Regions from separate parts of the Pan troglodytes genome. Here region 2 is linked to region 1. Evidence: chromatin contacts called from public HiChIP or PLAC-seq data. All regions are on one chromosome and are shown on one strand. Each heading gives the region's core, a stretch centred on a gene start, on an enhancer-like site or on the middle of the called end of the contact. The rest is flanking DNA. Distances are from core to core; before and after follow the strand shown. Region 1 holds the start of SESN1 (sestrin 1). Region 2 holds the start of CD164 (CD164 molecule).

Region 1 (7,419 bases), core at 1,757-4,256:
CATTTATCATGTCTCTGCTTAAATGTCATTGCCTCAGGAAAGCTTTCCCTTACTATCTAAAATTAAATTTTATATTTGTTTACTTCTTTATGGTCTGTTTCCCTTTGGTATGATGTCAAAATTGTTACCACTGGTCCTCAGTTCTCAGAATGACATTCAGCAGGAGTTCAATAAACATTTGTTGCATAACTGCAAGCATAAATGAATGATGCTGGGGTGGAAACTCCCTAAACTGAAAACTTCATCTATTCAGACTACTGATGAAAAACAGAAAGAAAGTATAAATTTGTTCATCCACTGGATATTTATTTAGTAGCTTCCAGGTCCCAGCCAGTACTCTTAAGAACTCATAGCCTTCCTATGGGAGACAGACACAAAAGCATGTGCTTATAACACAATATAAGTAAATTGCCTTTTATAATTGTACAATAGATGCAGAGATGGAAAAAAAAGAGTATAAGTCTATAGGGAACCTTCCCAGGAAATTCCTGAGTCCTTTTGCAGGATGAAAGAGTCTTGAAATATATATCGCATAGTCTATGTATTTCACTTATGAAAAGGAGAGGAGCATCTGCTATATATACCAGAGTACTTTACATCTGATTTAATTCCCACAAGAGCTCTGTGTTGTTATTCCCATTTTACAGATGTGGAAATCCAAGCTAAGAAAGGTCAAGGAATTTGCCCAAGGTTACAGGCAAGGACATTAGTAAAGGAGTGGAATTTGAGCCCAACTCTGACTCCAGTACCCACTTATTTATCATTATATTGAAATCCTTTGATACTATGCTCCCCAGAGCCTGCTTACTTTTATTTTCAATATAACTCTTAACACGATTGGTTATCTGGTTTCCCATTCCAATATGAATTAAGCAGCAAAATGAAAGATCAGGAAGAGACCAAAGTCAAGTATCCTGACGGCAAAGGAAAGAACAGAAAAACTATAAAAATTACACACAAAAATATAAAAACTAATGGATCATATAGTCAGTCCTCCACCCTTTGCTGCACAACAATAGTTGATATGCATAATGATGACCCCATTATGGACAAAAATGGTTGTTACAGTCACTACAGTCTAGAAGATAGAGAAATAACTTTTTGTGTTTCAAAGGGTAAACTTCAGTTACCTAGTATATTAACTCCTCTCGGGTAACTCTGAATTGTAACAATTGTTTCCAAAGTGTTAGTGAGAAGAAATATCCCAAGATCTTAAATACAGTCTTCATTTTGTGGATATTATTTTTCTGTTGCTTTAAACTAAATTCAAGCCAGTATATAAAAACTGTCACTTTTAACTTACATAGTTACCCAAGTACATTTTAAATTTTAAAAATCTCTCATACAGGACTTTGGACAACACAGGTGGATTGAGAAATGTAAAGATTGACAAGCATATATAAGGTGTTGCTGAATATTGTCAATATCTAAAAACTTTAAAAAAGTATTCTAAGACACCTTGTAATAAAACAGGATAAATTATGAACGAAATGGAGGAAAAACTATAATATTTTTAACCTGCTGCACTCATATCTTAAATAGCTACACATGTGAAAAAGAAACAATTCAGGCAAACACAGAGAAAGCTAGTTGAGCAATTTGCCATAAAAGTGTTTCTATCAAATACCCCACCTGGGTCCACCTTTTCAACATGAAGATGTTAGCTTCTTTTAAGATAGGTTTTTATTATTTTATATAATTCTCTTTTTGAAAAAAGAGAGGTTGCATTTAGAGAACACATCCTGGTTTGTTTTGTTTTTAAAAATAAGAGAAAATTGTTCCACCAATTATCTTGAACAGGCTGACTAGGAAACATTTAATATCCTTTATCATTTTAGAGGCTTTTAAATGTGAGCCTTTACACTCAGAACACTGTGACAATGTGAAAAAAAAAACACTGGCTACATTTTCCAACAACATGTAAAAAGAAATATAAGGAAAAACAAGTATTTACTTGGAATTAACTGTAGTTTCATATATTCTTCCAGGAGCAAAGCAGTTTCTGCCTAAAACTCTAGAAAAACACTACTTGTTTACTTACAGAACACTCTAAAGGTGTAAACTCATAATAAAAGTTTACATAACAACCTAATAGAAACAAACACAACGTGAATAACGGCAAGTAAAATTTAACTGTACTAGAGACATAGTTGTATTTAAAATGCTCTTCCTTACCTGGATGCTCTTCAGAATAAACTCACTTTTCTCTCTCACATCTTTGAAGGGACACCTCTTAGAAAGCATAAGCAGATGAGCAAGTAGCTTATTCAACCCATCCGAAGACTCGGTATTTGAAAGCCCGTCTGATGGACGATGAGGTGTTTCTTTCACCGAACGAAGATACTCGGTTTTCCTCAAAATGGTTTGCCTAATATTTTCCAGTGCTGTCTCCCTAGTAGTTGAATCTCTGCTGCAGAGTCCATCCCATCTCACTTCATTCTCTCCTTCAGCCATGACAATAGTTTTTCCTTTGCGGTCTTCAGTTACCTTTCAGCATGCCCCAAAAAATTGCTTTGTATTTTTAAAATGAAAAACGTAAAAATAAAATCAGAGAAATCAAATCGTCATGAAAACACACATCTGGGTGACATTTGGAACCACTGGTGCCTTCAGCCGATCTACAAGCTAGATCACCCTCTCACCCTCTCCTTGTACACGAAAGGGCAGTCTTCTTTCTGGAAAAACAAAGTTGGAAAGTTGCAACCTTGCAGCGCTGGCTTTGGTGGGCAGAGAATTTCGGGGAAGCGTTCTCCTCCGTCTCGCGGGGTCAGTGGATATCCTCACGTTGTGGAGCTGTCAAATCCGTGCTCTGCCCCAAAAGGCTGTTAACAGTCGAACGCCCTCCAGCCATTCGGGGCTTTTTTGTCTGTGCAGCCACCGGGTTCTCTCCGGCGTTCCCACCCCGCCCCTTCTCCGACACCAGTCCCCGCCCTCCGCAGCTCCTCCCAGCGCCTCAGCAGCCGGCCGGCGCCGGCAGGGAAGGCTCGCCGAACCCTGGCCCACTGGCCGCAGCGGCCGGAGGCTTGGGCGCTGTCGGAGGGCGGCAGTCTCGGGCAGCCGTAGTCTCGGCGGGCGGCGGTGAAAAAAAGCGTCCCCCAGCCCCGCCAATTCGGCACCCCCGGGAAGACGCTACTTCTCCGATCCCTGAGCCCTCGCCCACCACCGCCAAGCCAGAGGGCACAGGGCGGCCCTGGCAATCCTTGAGAGCCAGGCTGGGCCGCGGAGCTGGCGGGGCGCGGGGCCCGAGGCGCAAAGCCCGCCCTTCGCCCAGCCCCATCGGTGGGGATCAGCCCAGAGGGCGGGAGCAGGGAGTGGAGACGGGGTCCTCACCCCCAGCCCCTCCCCTTTCTCCGCCCGGCACAAACCGGGAGCCGCCCCGGCCCCAGCGCCTTCTTCCCCGCCCAGGCAGACGCGACCCGCCGAGGCAAAGCCTTAGGAAAAAGCCCCGCCCTCTGGCAGGCTACCTCCGGACCCCAAGTGCGCCGCGCGCGGCTGCCAGTCACTGCCGGCTGCTACGCATGCGTGACTGCGAACTGGGCCAAGCGCTCCCGGAGGCGCTAAGCTTGCGCCCTGAGGCGGTTTCCGTTCCCGGACGTTTGGACTCTGTCCTGGAGAAGGGGAAGGAAAAAGTAAGACGTAGAAGTACACTGAGACTTCGTCACACATAAAACAAGCACGACAAAGAAAGAGGGCGCGAAGGGACTCCTGGAAGAAATTGAGTCTACATTTAAGATCACCCTAAAAGTAGTGACGGCCTCTTTATTACTCCAAACCCCAGATTTAAGTCGGAAGGACGTCTTCGCGTTGACTTGTGGGGAATGTAGTTTCGATGCTGCCGGCGCGTTTTGTTTGCGACAGAAACTACAACCCCCAGGGGCCACCGCGACGTTGCCTGTGGGTGCCCGCGAACCAACGGTTAGCGGTGGCAGGGGCTGACTGAGAGCGTCTGCTTGGTAAGCACTGTAAGCTGGGTTGTCACCTTTCCTTGACAGGGTTTTTCCTTCCTCCATTTCCTCTGGGATTTTGGAGACAAAGCCATCTAGGGTGGCCTCCCTTAGTCCAAGGACTTTTTCCAGTGACTTGCGTGGGAAGGACTAGTCCAGCTGCCCAAGCGCGGGGTGTGGTGGGTGAGGCAAGGATTTGGGATCCTGATCCCAAGGGTCGCAGGGAACGGCCTAAGTAAGGCCAAGAAGGAAGGATGCTGTGGAAACTGGAGCTTCGCGCTGCTGCCTCTGATTCCGCCCTTTTCTGTGGACACACGCGGGTGGATTTGGGATCTCTGCGCATTTGCACCTTTGTTTGCCTTTGCTTAGGGATGTTCTGGGCTTTATTTGCTCAGTCAAATGAAATCCTAGGCAGGGCTTTGAAAGCAAGTTGTCAAATCCATCTCGTAAAAGAATCCCCAGTATTCCTAGATAGGAATTCTTGCAGGCTTTAAGGATACAGCAGGAAAAAGAAAGCAAAACCGTAAAAGTCTCCAAAACTTAGTCGACTTTTTCAAAAGATTCAGTCATTTGCTTAAAATTAGTTTGCTTTTAAAAAGTTATTATTTGAGAAAAGTCGAGGTTTGAACGGCCATCAGTGGACTGATAATCTGTGTAGATTTTAATTCTTTACATTGCAGAATTGCATTGCACTAAATTCTAAAAATTTCATCTTGCTAGGCACTGAGTATACAACAATGAAAAAGACAGTCTTACTAGTTAGAGGAACTAGTTGTTAGACATACGGTTACAATAATATATGATATCACTGGGATGTCTAGAAGGAGATGACTTAGCCCAATCTTGGAAAGTCAGGGAAATCTTCATCCCAGGGGAAATGAAGACCAAAAGAACAGCATATGCTAAGGCCCAGAGTGAGAGATAGGGTACTTTCAGGAAACGTCAGTAAGCCAAATCATGCATACTTGGTTGGCGGTGTGGGGTGGGACGGGAAGGGTGCTTTTTGTGTATTGATGCACTTAGAAGCTACAAAGAGACAGGTATTGTGAATTCTTTACATCGTTTCTGTAAGTGAGCTATTTTTGAATAGATGCATAGTTCTGATGAATTGGTCTAATTTCAAAAGCCTTGTTACATTCTGACACTTCTAGTTTGAATCTGAATTTTAAAAAGGGAATAACTTATGAGTATGATTGGAAAAGCAAAACAAAAACCATTCCGTTTTCATCTCCTTTTTGGGATCTTCATCCTCTATCCAGCCCATAAAGGGTCGGGTAGTTTCTTAAGGCTGGGTGCCTTTTTATGCCGTAGTTAAATATGATCTCATGTATACCCATGGCTTCACCAACACCTATGACTCTCAAATGAATAGCTCCATTCAGCTTCACCTCTCAGCTTTCACAATATCTCTTGGATATTTCTTCTTGGATATCTAAAAAGCATCTCAAACTCAACATGCCTAAAACCAAATGCATAGTTATCTCTTATGAATCTAATTCTTTTTCAGTGTTCCTTATTTCAGCAAAGGACACTACTATCCATCTACTTGTGAAAATTTGAAAGCTAAACATTATTCTTTATTTCTTCTTGCCCTTCATACTTCTATGGCCAAATTATTATGAAGTTCTGCCAACCTTATCTCCCAAAATATCCTTCAAATATATTTTTCTCTCCACCTGTCTTCAAACTGCGATAATCTCTCAAGACCACTACAGTAGCAATTATTCACAATGACCCTCCTCCATTAGTTCTCCATTATATCTGCCAGAATGATTTTTTGAAACTGCAGAGCTGATCAGATTTTCTCTTGGTTAAAACTATTCAGTGGTGTCCTACTACTGTTAAAGACAAAACTCCTTTATAAAGCCTGACATCATCTGGTACTCTTTCAGACTAACTTCACATGTTGCTCTCCAGATCAGCCATACAGTCCATTTTTCAGTCATTGGTTCTCATATTCCATTTCACCCACGCATTTACTCAACAAATCTCTGTTGAGTCCCTTTTATATAACAGGACATTGAAGATACAGCATTGACCACAATATATAAAAATTCCTACTGTCATAGAGCTTGCATTCTACTGAGGAGAGATAATAAATAAATATGTAAAACACTTAGTAAATGAAATGAAGACAAATGCAGTGGAGAATAAAACAACTGGGAAGGGGAATGGGGAGTGCCAGGATGTGAGGGGCAAGGTTCACTTTTAAATAAGGTTGTTAGAAAAGACATAATCCAGAAGGGGACAATTGAGATATGAAGTAGGGGAGGGAATAAACCATGTAGATGCCTGGGCAAATAGCATTCTAATGAAGAGAATTAGTGCAAAGGCCTTGGGCAGGAGCCTGAGTGCACATTTGAGAAATAGCAAGAAGGCTAGTGTGGCTGGAGCACAATGAGTACAAAGAGGAGAATAACATGAGGCCACAGAGAAAGGAAGTAATGGTAGGAGAACATGTAGGTGACTGAAAGGACTAACATTTTTAATTGGGTTGGGAAAGCATTGGAGAGTTTTGCGCAGATGAGGGCATGATCTGACTTTTAAAAAATGACTACTTTTCTCTCTCTCTCTTTCTCTCTCTCTCTCTCTCTCCCTCTGTCTCAACGGAGTTTTGCTCTTGTTGCCCAGGCTGGAGTGCAATAGCACTATCTTGGCTCACTGCAACCTCCACCTCCCAAGTTTAAGTGATTCTTTGTCCTCGGCCTCCCAAGTAGCTGGGATTACAGGCATGCACCACCATACCTGGCTAATTTTGTGTTTTTAGTAGAGACAGGTTTTCACCATGTTGGTCAGGCTGGTCTTGAATTCCTGACCTCAAGTGATCCACCCACCTCAGCCTCGCAAAGTGCTGGATTACAGGTGTGAGCCACCGTGCCCGGCCTCTTTCTTTTTTCCTGAGACAGAATCTGACTATGTCACCCAGGCTGGAGTATAGTCATAGCTCACTGCATCCTTGAACTCCTGGGCTCAAGTAATCCTCCCACCTCAGTCTCCCAGGTAGTTGGGACTACAGGCACGTGCCAACAAGCCCAGCTAATTTTGTATTTTTTCCTTTTTTTTTTTTAACTGAAATTACATAACTGAGATAATTTTTGTCTTTTTGTAGAGACAGGATCTCACTGTGTTGCCCAGGCTGGTCTTGAACTCCTCAAGTGATTGCCTCAAGTGATCCTCCTGCCTCAGCCTCCCAAAGTGCTGAGATTAGAGGCATAAGCCACTGCAACTGGCCTGAAGTGAATATTTCTTTTAAATTGTGTTGAGCATAGACCATAGGGAAGCAAGGGTGGAAGCAGAGAGACTGGTTAGGAAACTAAAGTAATAATCCAGGTGACAGAATCTGGATACATTTTGATAGTATAGCCAACAGATTTTGCTGACAGATTGTGTGAGAGTAAGAGTCAAAAATGGCTTCAAAGTTTCTAACCTGAGTAACTAGAATGGAGGAAGTGCCATTTACTGTTATGGGAAAATC
Region 2 (6,839 bases), core at 1,811-4,310, 290 kb after region 1:
TGCAGGTTTTAAACCTCTAGTGTTTCTCCCGCTTATTACCTCAAACTTATCTTCCTTCTCTCTTTTGTGTTGTCACGGTGTATGGCAATTTCTGCTTTAAAACGTATGTATGCCTTAACCAGCCCTATTCGACTGCACATAACAAAAGACATGCTCCTGATCGGGTTTTAGAAAACCCACAGACCTGGGCACAAAGCCCCGTTCCACGACCTACTAAACATACGCTATCTGAGCACAGGACATAGTTAAGAAAATTTTAAAAACAATTGAAAAAAGAATAAACATACAATGTCAGGAGAGTTTACTCATCTCCGTCTCTGCATCTACCTCCTAGGTTTCACTACCTACCTTCCAGTTTAGCCTTAGGATACGTACGCAAAACACCCGGTACATACATGGGTACTTTTCTTCCTTTTCGCATACTTTGAAGTGTGAAGTTTTCACTAACTACGTGCTCAAACGTCAGCTACATTCTATTCCTATCTGCAAAACCAATGTAATTAAATCTCAAGCGACTTTCTCAGACTCAAGTCTGAGACACGAACGAGCATTAACGTCTTTAAGTTTCTCTTTCCCGGACTTCCGGAGAAGGCTACCTCCGGAGAGAGGCGCCGGGAGGGTGAACAACCAGTGGCAGGGAGAGGCAGCTCGGCCCCACCGCCAACCTCAGAGGCGCGACGCCCGGCCCCATCCTCAACCCCACCGCTGCCCCCGCGGAAGGAAGCCACGTCCCCATTTCCGACCCCAAGTGAGGCTAGGAATTACGATGCACTTTTAAAAGGCACCTCGACTTGCAACACTTCGAGGGGGGCCCCAGCCCCGCAGCCACTGGGAACCGCGCGTCCGCTTCCCCCCAGCGCGCTCCCCACCCGGCCCGGCCGCGAGTGGACTCCAGGCTGGTCGCCATGTTGCCGGAGTCGCCGCCGCACCCCGAGCGCGGCCCGCCCGCACGGCGAGGAGGCAGTGCGGCTCGGCTGGGCAGGGGAGGGCGGGAAGCCCATAGGGCCCGCGCCCACCTGGTGCCGGAGTGGTGACCAGCGGGAGGGACGTCACCGGCGCCGAGGTTACGTTGGAGATGGGCGCTAAAGTCGTCACGTTCGGGTGCTGGGTCGTGTTCTTGTCCGCGGACAGCACGCAGAGCACGCCCAGGCAGGTGACGGCCCAAAGCAGTGAGCGGGAGAGCCGCGACATCGTGTCCTCAGCACTGGCGTTCGGGAGAAAGCTGCGGCTCGCAACGCTCAGTCAACCCCTCAATCCCCTGCGGCGCCGCCTCCGAGACTACGCTCCCCCGCGGGAGCGCGCAGGGGTCACGTGAGAGGCCCCTGTTTTCGGCGTGCGGGGGCGAAGAGGAGGGAGGTGGGGCTCGGACGATACCAACGGGAATCCTACGGGGGGAAGCAGGGGAGTCGGGAGGAAGCCGAAGGAACCTGGCCCTCAAAGCGACTGTGCCACAGCCAAGAAAACTGGGGGCTTCTGCAAATCGTTCTTCTTGCCCTCAGATTACCAGACACGACGCAGCTGGACTTGTCTCATGCCTGCGATAGGGACGGCCCCCACCCTAACTTGCATGGAACAGTCGACATGATGTGGCCTACTGCTTCCACCTGAGCGCCCCGCCAGGCCGTAATTCCGCGGGCCCACGTGACCTCCGGGGCCGCGCCTTCCGGACGCAACTCCGCTGGGGCGGAAGTTGGTTTTGTGCGGCTCTCAAGAACTAAGTTTGTGCTGTGCTGCGGGATCCCCAGGGAGCTTCCTTATGTCTTCGGCAGGACCCCTTCTTTTTTTCTTGAAGATTGATTTTGCTAGAAGTTATCCTGTGATGGGACTCCCTAGGGGAATGGAGGCACCACGTGGTTAAGGAGTTTGTGCGTTGCCGCCCACATAGTGTGGGCAGCTGAGGCGCCGCCCGGATCAGAGCCGCAGGGCGTCTACTCTGTCACTTTCCCAACCTGACTTTTCCGGATTGCTATTTCAGACGGCGGTTGCAGCAGCAGACCTGTCTCAACTCCACCACTGTAGTCAGAGAATCAAAAGCGGTCTGAGTTGCCAGGCCATTGGGGCGGCCCCCACCGCCACATTACCAGTGAGGAAACTGAGACTTAGAAAAGTGACCTGACCTGGACACGGGATTGCCTGACATCAGAGCTGGATTCTTAAGTTCCTGTTAGTGTTAAGGCGCTGCTCAGACTTTTAGTAAAGGTGAGCGCCATCTACTGCCAAGTCTCACAAAATATTCGCAAAATTTGATACGGTTATCACATGGTAAAAATTAGACTTTAAAAGTTGTATTTAATGCTGTGTTTTCAGCTGTTGTACACTTATGTAATTTTAATTATGCAAAGTTATCCTAATAATATAGGAATATTAATTGTTTTCGTGAGGTCTGTTTTGATGTGCCACGATGACTTTTTTGATGTGCCAAAAAAGATGACTACATAGTGCTTTTACCTTTTTGCTCAAATAGAAAGATTTTATTTCCCCTTGGGATCTTTTCAGTGTCGTCCTTCTGTACCCTCAGGACTATGAACATTTGTTCCAATGACTACGCTAGTTGGAGTAGTGTTGCTTGGATGTAAACAAAAAGCTGATAGTTTTGACTGATCCAGCCCAGAAGCATGAGAATGCTGTCAGGGAAGTGAGCTCCCACCATAAGCCCTTCAAAGAAGTGTCTGCTCTTCTCTCAGGAGGCCTCTCTCTATATTTAACACTTGACTATCTGGCACCCAGACCAAAAGAAAGCGCAAGGCAACTTTAATTTTTTTTTAAGGTTAAGAATGTAAATAGGGGCCGGACGCGGTGGCTCACGCCTGTAATGCCAGCACTTTGGGAGGCCAAGGCGGGTGGATCACCTGAGGTCCGGAGTTTGAGACCAGCTTGGCCAACATGGTGTAAACCGCGTCTCTCCTAAAAATACAAAAATTAGCCGGGCATGGTGGCACGTGCCTGTAATCCCAGCTACTAGCAGGGCTGAGGCAGGAGGATCGCTTGTATCCGGGAGGCGGAGGTTGCAGTGAGCCGAGATCACACCACTGCACTCCAGCTTGGGGAACAGAGCGAGACTCGTCTCAAAAAAAAAAAAAAAATGTAAATAGAAGCTCTGTTCTCAGAGCTTGGTGTGTTATCTTCTTTCCACCCTAGGATAAACACACTCCTCTGTGCAGACCATTGTTTAACAATTTGTCACCTGGATGTTTAACTCTAGTCCTCAGATATTCCTCAGTCCTGATAAAGGGACATTTCACGCTCTTGTTTTAAGACTAGAAAACCATTGGTTTATTTTATTTTGCATGGCAACTGTAGAGGTAGATCAAGGGAGTTCCAAAGTCATTTTCACCATTTCAGAGAGACAGCTTTTTTTTTTTCAGTTCCTGACAGTAAGCTTCTGTTTATTGTTGTCATAAAGCAGGGTTTCTCAATCTTGGCGCTATCAAGATTTCAGGCTGACTCATTCTTGCTTGTCCTGTGCATTGTTGGATATTCGGCAGTATTCCTAGCCTCTACACACTAGATACCAGAAGCACCCCACCTTTCAGTTGTGACAACCAAAAATATCTCCCAATATTGTTAAATGTCTCCTGGGGATAAAATCACAATTGAAAGGCACCCTCAGAGAGTTCTTCTGTGTGCAAGGTCAGCCATCACTCAGGTTATTTCCTCTTAGACACATTGCTTGCAATTAGATTGTCGATTGGTTGTTAGAGCGACCTTCTTAACCATTTATTTTCTTGAAAGCAGCAAGACAGAGTGCTTCTGCGCTTGTGAATCTTCTAGCAGTATAAGCTCCCTCTAAGTTTTTTAAACAGCAGATTTTTAAACAATGCTTCAGCCTTGTGTCAGCACCTTTCCCCAAATAAACAGATCAACACTCCAAACAGGACCCTGCCTTCTAGCTATAACTAACATCCAGTGGCCCCTTAATAATCAGAGTTTTGCCTCCACTACTTGATAGCAAGAAGTACAAACCCCCTTGTACTAGCTTATGTTAAAGGGAATCCATTCACTGTAAGAATATGACAGTAAATCTTATAGGCATTCAGGGGTGGGAAATCAAGTGTGTGAGGGCCAAGGGAGACTTGAACTTAAAAGGAGGAATCCCTAGCACGTGGAGCTGGTTTGCTAGGACTTCGTTTCAGGCTTCAACCCTACAGGACATTGCCAGATCTATAGAGCCACAGCCAATCATCTCCATTGCCCAGTATTCCAGTTATATAGCTCTTGGAAGAGATAACTTGACTCAGTACCATGCCTTCCCAACCTGTCTGTTACCTACTCTCTGCTCTGACTCCATCCATGCAGTCTACACTAGAGCTCCCTGAACTTCCAGTTCTCCTAACTGGTCATGTTTTCTTTTGCATGTGGATCTTCATCCATGCTATTTCTTCTGCCTAGAATATTGTTATTCCCTTCTGGCATCTGACCAACTCCTACTTCTTTCAGGTCTCTCAGCTAAGCTGTCACTCCCATCTTAAGCTATCCTTAAAATATTCAACTACCCCTTTCTCCCCACTCCCAGACTATAAAAGGTGTTCCTGCTCTGTGCACCCTGGACTTGCCCATAACAAAGCATATACTGCATTATATAGCAGTTGTCTTTCTCACTAGATTAACTGAGAAATAGTGCTCACCAGTTTATTCCCTGCACTTAATTTTAAAAAAATGAATAAATGAACAAACTGGCTTATTTCAGTCAGTTGTCCACCCTTGCCAAAAATTAGCTGCATTAAAAAGCACAGGAGGAGCCCGGCGTAGTGGCAAGCACCTGTAATCACAGCTACTTGGGAGGTTGAGGCAGAAGAATCTATTGAACCCAGGAGGCAGAGGTTGCAGTGAGCCGAGATTGCATCACTGCCCTCCAGCCTGGGCAACAGAGTGAGACTCCGCCTCAAAATAAAATAAAATAAAATAAAATAAAATAAAATAAAATAAAATAAAATAAAAGCGTAGGAGGGCAGCTGCTACAAATAACTCCCTGAACTCTTCAGCTGTGGGTCAGGGTAGATTCATCTAGAGGAGTATGGGTGGGAAACAAGGGCTGGCATCTGTAAGACAGTTTTAACAGCATATATTAAAGCTCATTTAGTAGTATTTGAATCTGTTTTGACAAAGAGAAGGATTGGAATAAATCAAATATTAGCTAAAACTGTATATTCAGAGTCTTAATATTGTGATTAAGATTAAGGGTAAAATTCTGGAGATATTGTCATTAGGAGGCTCTCCACTTTGACTGTGGATGTTTCTTTGAAAAGTGTGCCAGGGCGCCAGAGGGGAGCATTACACTTTAGAGCAGTTGTTCTTAACCCTGGCTGCACATTGGAACTACCTAGTGACATCAGTGGTGGTGGTGTGTGTTGAAAAATATTGATACTAGTGCCTGGGTACTGATTTAATTGGTCTGGAGTAATGTCTGAGCATCAGCAGTTTTAAAAGCTTCCCAGGTGTTTCTAATCTGCAGCTTAGGTGGAAAACCAGTGCTTTACTCTTGCTTTCCAGAGTGTGGTTCTCAAACCATTATCATTTATATCACATAGAAATGCAGAACCTCAGGCCTCCCCCTCAGATCTCCTGAATCAGAACCTACATTTTAACAAGATTCCCAGAAGATATGTACATGTGTAAAGTATTAAAGTTGGAGAACAGTCGGATGCAGTGGCTCACGCCTGTAATTCCAGCACTTTGGGAGGCTGAGGCGGCAGATCACCTGAGGTCAGGAGTTCGAGACCAGCCTGGCCAACATGGCGAAACCCCATCTCTGCCAAAAATACAAAAATTAGCCAGGTGTGGTGGCGGGTGCCTGTAATCCCAGCTACTTGGGAGGCGGAGGCAGGAGAATTGCTTGAACCCAGGAGGTGGGGGTTGCAGTGAGCCAAGATCGTGCCATTGCACTGCAGCCTGGGCGACAGAGTGAGACTCCATCTCATTAAAAAAAAAAAAAAAAAAAAAAGTTGGAGAACACTGCTTTACACTATGACTTGCACAGAACTATTCTATCCTGAACTGCTGCAATTTTTTTTCTTTTTTGAGAAAAAAATGAATAAATAAACTGGCTTATTTCAGTCAAACTGGCGCAATCTCGGCTCACTACAACCTCCGCCTCCCCAGGCTCAAGTGATCCTCCCACCTCAGTTTCCTGAATAGCCGGGTGCGCCACCACACCTGGCTAATTTTTTGTATTTTTGCGTGAGACGGAGTTTCACCATGTTGCTCAGGCTGGTCTAGAACTCCTGAGCTCAAGCAATCTTCCCCCCTTGGCCTCCCAAAGTGCTGGGATTACAAGCATGAGCCACCATGCCAGGCCTGCAATTCTTAACAGTGATTCATTTACAAAATTACATCAAGACATACTGTTTTTGCTTCTTTCTTTACAAACATATGTAAGGTTAGCCTACAAACAGCACAAACCTCCTGGATGTGCAGGAGTCAGGGAGCCCAGCCCAGGTTCCCTTAAGGCTGGCACCCGAGATGCATGATTTTTATTTGTATTCTGCTTCAAACCCTGGGTCTGCTAGAGCTCTTTGCATTACGTCTCTTGGTCCTTCAGGAAATGAAACCTTTTCCTGACTTGTTCCTTAGGAATAACCTCCAAGTTCAAGCTAAACTACACCTCAGGCGGCTTGCTGATATCTTGGATTAGCTATGGCTTCCCCTTGTCCCTAGGTATTCACTGTGCTTCTCCCGATCCTGTCTTGGAGAGCTGATTTTCAGCCAGAAGACACCTCATGGCCACTCTGGTTATTAAAATATTCTAGTAATTCTGTACTGACTGGCAAAGTGCGTGTCCTGAGCGGCCCAAGTGTCCAAGTCCCTTCCTAAGGACCTGACTACCACGTTGCCACTGCCCA

The links. HiChIP or PLAC-seq counts read pairs in DNA pulled down with a chosen protein or histone mark.
Region 2: an H3K4me3 HiChIP or PLAC-seq map of stem cell-derived excitatory neurons shows a contact between it and region 1, with 4 times the contacts expected there. The contact joins the promoter of CD164 here to the promoter of SESN1 in region 1. A contact is called at or near these places in 2 of 7 Hi-C or Micro-C datasets (blood and stem cell-derived neural progenitor cells) and 1 of 1 datasets of contacts at active chromatin or transcription factors (stem cell-derived excitatory neurons).

The regions. Positions count from the first base shown.
Region 1 is chr5:121,007,052-121,014,470 of NHGRI_mPanTro3-v2.0_pri, forward strand. SESN1 (sestrin 1) reads right to left here and starts at 3,007. Exons shown (of 10, transcript XM_016956098.4): 1 at 2,176-3,007. The coding sequence starts at 2,454. CEP57L1 (centrosomal protein 57 like 1) reads left to right here and starts at 2,942. Exons shown (of 11, transcript XM_009451799.5): 1 at 2,942-3,629. The coding sequence starts at 3,519.
Region 2 is chr5:121,298,275-121,305,113 of NHGRI_mPanTro3-v2.0_pri, forward strand. It overlaps CD164 (CD164 molecule), which reads right to left and starts at 3,061. Exons shown (of 5, transcript XM_009451804.3): 1 at 1,017-3,061. The coding sequence starts at 1,191.